Linked DNA regions of Drosophila melanogaster: region 2 is linked to region 1. Evidence: chromatin contacts called from public Hi-C data. All regions are on one chromosome and are shown on one strand. The core of a region is the stretch at or near the end of the contact, and the rest is flanking DNA. Distances in the headings are between cores, read along the strand shown.

Region 1 (2,700 bases), core at 72-2,571:
ATAAAAAAACCCACACATTGTTGCTGGGATCTCTCTGCCGCTTGTGTGTGTGCGTTTGTCGCGTGTGTGTGAGCATGCGCTGGAGCGTCTCACAGACACATGCTTGATTTCCGATTCATTCACAAAAAGGGGCGCATTCAAAACTGCGGGGGGTGTGCTGGGCGATGAAGGAGGAAGAGCGGTTCTGGGGGTGGGTCAAGAAGCGAATGCCGTAACATTCAGCCTGGTCATCCATTACTTCTCAAACGGCAGCAACAACAAATGTATTGCACTGCTGCTGCACGAAAAAAAAACACACACACACAGGGAAAAAGGCAACAGAAACACACACGCACAGAGCAACACGCGAGTCAGAGCGGGACAGCATGCTTATACACTTGAACGCAATATGCATTTCTAGAACAAAAACACATTTGTTTTCTCAATTAATCGACTTTCTTTGCCTCAACTCGCACAAATTTCGGTTTGCCATTAGATTACACAACATTTTGGAAAACTTTTAGACATATTCTCCCGATTCTATGTTGTTTTCTGCTTGGAAGAGGCTCCGCGGGGCAAACGGCGACGCTGTCAAAATTCCAGCACACTTTGGAACATAAAAAACGCACGTTGCTGCGCGTATTTCACTCAACGTTCATGCCACGCATGTTCTTCGACATATTTTTGATGTTTTTGAACGATTTCGCACTCGATTTACATACCAATTTTCACTTTTAATTGCTCTTCAATGCGCACTTCGCGTGTATCGGCCATTTTGTTGTTGTTGCTGCTTGGCTCGACGGCGACGGGCGAGTTAATATTATTGTCGTCTCGCTCGTCGAACATATAGCGCTTCTTCTTCAGCAGCATTGTGCGCTTAAAGCAGCCAGCTTTTTGTCAGCTACCCACTGGGGAACTTGCAACACGCGATTGGAAATTTATCTAACTCCTTCACTCGATCTTCACGAAACTTTAATAACTCGAAATTATTTGTTTTTCTTTAACAGGTTTATTAGCCGGCTATTTGCATTTGAATTTCATCACTCGCTGCAGCGTTGCATTGTGCATTGAGCTGGTGTGACGGGAATATGAGTCGATTTGCCGCTCACGAAATGCACTTTCCCTGTTGCTTCAGGGCTCGACTGATTTTAGTATTTCGTTTTAACTACAAACTGTTTTTTGCACGCACTAGCAGACGTGGGATTATATTATCGAAGTATGGAAAGTAATTCGGTTGCTTGAATCAGAATCGCAAAAACTTGGTTCTCCGAGTTTATTTGCTTTGCGGGTTTACACGCATCCGCGAACAACCTTTCGAAGCGGAATCAGAACTAGAGTGACCGTAGCGAGACGGTTGTATGACTCCAACGAATTAGTGTGACCTTAGCACGGTGCCCCGAAAATACCACGGGAAACGCAAATGATTAATGTTTGCTTAATAATTTGTTTGAAGCAGATATGTTTTAAAATAATTTTTTTATTTTATTCAACAACGGCTTATGCTTATTAAGTTAAGCACAACAGTAAGGTTTTCATTAAAAATGTTTAAGTTTAATTTCGATATTTCACCAGTTCTGGCTATCGAATATATATCGTTAGCTCCAACAAACAGTTATATATTTTGTAATTTATTTAAAATTGATTATTATTAAACACTGAATTTTTGGTTTTTTTTATTTTAACTTGAGGTTTAATTGATGTTTTTATTAATTCCGATTGGTTTTTAGTTGCTTAACTTTGAAACACACTCCGAATTACGAACGTGTTGCAGGTCGGCCGAAATGGAACTGAATTAAAATTTCCAAGCGGCAAGTGTACACATGCACCTCCCAAAAATTTTGTGAATGAAAACGCACACACGCAGCAGCGGTCACCTACACTTAAACACACACACATGTTGCACCGGCGCCACCAACAGCGGAAACAACCGAAGATCGCCGGCAGAGAAAGTCGAGGCATATGCGACTTAAGAAGGGCGGTACAAAGCAATAAAAAACCCTGTTTTGTTTATGATCGATCGTTAAGGAATTATATCAGAAAGCAATGTTTATTTTTAAATTCAACCAGTTTAAGATTCATATCTATTCCAATAACCATGTATCAATAGCTAGTTATGCTTAGCAAAGTAAGTAAAAATCAAATGCCCGGCTGTTTATACCGTAGCGCACATTACGTGGGCGTTCTGGATCGCAGACAGTCCACAGGAACCCGAGGAACTACATAGTACACACATATGTACATTAAAAGTACACAAATATTCAGAAACAAGGCAGTGAAATGTGAAATTCACACGGCATCCGGACAGCAACGCCGCTTATGTTTTTCTTTACGCATATGTTGCTTCTGCTCCTTGCCTTGGAAACCACATGCATCACAACAACAACAAGAACAACAACTGGCAGGGAGAGATCAACAAGTGAGGCGGTGCATCTTATCACAACTGCCGCCAATAAGTGGAAGTGGTCGGGTCAACATTTCGGATGGTTGCTCGGCTGGGTTTCATTGTTTTCGTATGCCCTGCATTTGATCTAGTCACTTCAACTGCACTGAGCAAAATAATTGTATATAAAATAAATTATAATTGTAAATACTATAACACAGTTATAGTTTATAGTAATTGTAATAATTTAAAGAGACTTATCGAAAATTAACATTTCCCTTTAGTATATGCTTTTAAAGTGTATCATAATATTTGTTAAGAACGTTCACAATGCTATTTTC
Region 2 (2,700 bases), core at 96-2,595, 4.9 Mb after region 1:
TCTGACGCTTCTCCTCGGAATGTTGGCCCTGGTATAGGTACAATATGCAGGTGAGATAGTTGATCTTGAAGCGAACGTACTTCTTCCACAGTTTGTACACAGAACTATCGATGACTTGAGCCACTGGACCATCATCTCCTCCCGTAAGAAGAGCAGCCAGTGCAGCTCCATAGTAAACCACAATCTGCGCCGTCACTTTGGCCACAATATGCGGTTTCCTATTGTCGATTAGCGACTTCTCGAGTATGCATTCCTGAGCTTGGGCAAAGCACACCTGTTGCTGAAAGACCAGCAGCTCTGGGGTCATAAAATCCCCTCCGCCATTGACATTGGCATAGCGTTCTCTCAGCTCTCCATAGGCCCAAGCAGCCGCCTGGAAGTGAGTGCAGGCCATCTTCATTCCATCCACATCGCCACGGGTCACCGACGCTCCGGACTGAGTGTGCAATGCGGCAATGTTGAACAGCACCGCAGCCCGTTCGAATCGCAGATCAGTGACCTCGTGAACGGCACTGTGATAGAGATCCTTCCATTTAAAGGTGAAGATTCCGCGATCCGCCAGCTGTGGAAATCGATTCTGAAGGGCGTGTAGCTGGCAATAGTAGCGTTTCATCACCGGCGCTCCATCTTTCGTGGTGTGCATGGCCTGGTTGCGCAAAGTCTCCAGGGCATGGACCTCTTTGGAGTAAGCCTCTGGATCTTCATGATAAAATTCCGCGATGTACTGGAAGTAAAACGTGAAATGTTTTAAGTTGGATTTTTGTTATGGAGTTTAGTGTAGGAAAACAAGAATATATTTTAGGGTAAATGGGTTTTCATGGGGAATTAAGTGCAATAACCCAACAAACTGCCAGTGTTTGCTTATAACTTTTTATTTGTTTGCCAATTTAATCAGATGACGACGATGACTCAGCCGCCAGACAAAGGGGGCTTAAAAGTTGGTGAAAACGGAAAATGCAATGGAGCAAATGGCATGGTGAGAATGGGAATTTCGATTCCAATATGAATCCAATAAGCAACGCATTTTCCCAATTTGACCGATAATTCCGTTTCACCAAGTTGTCTCCTCTTTGTTTTGCTGGCTCTCTTAATTATTTCACTCCCCCTTTCGCACTCTCTTCCTTTTACCTTTTTCAAAGCCGCAAAGGAGGTTCCCTCGGGACTCGATTTTAGGGCGAACCAGAGCATATGCAAACGGGGCACCGCCTCCATGGTGATTAGTTTACTTGTTGCCTGCCCAGTTGGCCTTTTATTTTACACACAATTTAAACTAATTGCTGGCAATTAATTTACCAATATCAAAACAAGATTGTTTTATGAAAAATGTTGCAGTGTGGCCGTTTCAGCTTTCTGGAAATATGCACTAAAAATGGCAGGTGCGTAGGGGGTATTCCATTCATTGGCATCGATACTTTTTAGAACGGTATTCTTTTCCAGAAGTATTAAATTTTTATGCCGATTAAATTTTATAAAGAAAATGAAATTTAAAAAATTTGATATTACGAATGCGAATGTCTAACAATTTATATAAATTGTTATAGATGGATGAAAGAAGTGCACTGCATATATATCACTGTGAACGACAGTTTACATAGTGACGAAGCGCACCATATTTTTGTTTGTTTTTTTTTTTCCTTCCTTGAATTCCCCATTAATCACAATTAGTTATTTTATTAATAGTAAATGCGCAACCAGACATTCTGTAAATATTTGTTGTTTATTTTTTTTATTGTTTATACATTATCAACTTAGGCTAAACACAGATGGGGATTTGGATGTAATACAAGTCGTGTGAGGGTGACTAATAACAAGAATGCAATTATTAGCTAATTGCCGCTTACAAACTGACGATGATACAATGGCAGCATACGGCTAAGTTAAGTTAGGTACATACGTTGGTCGTACTAAGACTAATTTAGACTAATGGAAACGCTACTAGGCTTTTCGCTTTGCTACGAGCCGCTTTGGAGATGTTTCGATACAGTTCCTAAGAGGATTGCCCCCTCCCCATTACTAATTACCCCTCAATTTCTATATACATGTCGCTGCTGTGCGTGGAGGCCGTGGAGCTAAAAGTCTGATCAACCTCGGGATCACTTAGCACACTAGCATCCGACTCGGTCTCCAGGTCCAGGCGGGAGAATTGTGGCGCTGATGTTTTACTATCCTCCACATTTGGTGTATGCGCATCGATGAAGAAGTCTGTGGAGCATGAGAAAGTAAGACAGAGTTTAGTTTAACCATTCATAAGAGCGAACTATATAAAATGAAATTTTGTTATGGGAATATACGGGGGAGTGATTGCAAATTTAGATCATTTACCTGCGCCAACGATTTAAAATTTGGACTTAATGCTTGAGTGGGTGAAGGGTTATGGAGGTGCATTTATAGTCGTTTAGTTTGTAAGTGCTTTAAAAGGCTACGTCGTGTAGTTCAGGAGTCGTGGGCATTACTTGTACTGCAAAAAATGTTTGGTGTTGATTCAAATGATACGATTTCTCTACGTAATGATGTGATTTTTGAATTGAAAGTGCGGTCGTTTCACAAATACCAACCTGATTCGACGCCATTCCATTCGCTGACCACCGTATTGTGGCTGTGCTGGTGGGGATTGGGGTGATCTTCGACAGAGCCTTCGTAGATCTGCAGATCGGTGGCCAGCTTGTCGTGCTCCGTTATTTCGTCAAAGTCAAAGATCTC

Evidence for each region. Hi-C and Micro-C count contacts between places; a contact is called where the count stands out from the background.
Region 2: a Hi-C map of the Kc167 cell line shows a contact between it and region 1, with 2.6 times the contacts expected there. A contact is called at or near these places in 4 of 107 Hi-C or Micro-C datasets (the Kc167 cell line, the S2 cell line, embryo and 1 more).

What each region holds. Positions count from the first base shown.
Region 1 is chr3L:9,853,964-9,856,663 of dm6, forward strand. RasGAP1 (Ras GTPase activating protein 1) reads right to left here and starts at 1,322. Exons shown (of 5, transcript NM_168382.2): 1 at 702-1,322. The coding sequence starts at 849.
Region 2 is chr3L:14,774,784-14,777,483 of dm6, forward strand. mop (myopic) reads right to left here and starts at 1,346. Exons shown (of 9, transcript NM_140465.3): 1 at 1,129-1,346; 2 at 1-724. The coding sequence starts at 1,212. It overlaps bmm (brummer), which reads right to left. Exons shown (of 8, transcript NM_140466.2): 6 at 2,556-2,700; 7 at 2,323-2,458; 8 at 1,713-2,202. The coding sequence ends at 2,412.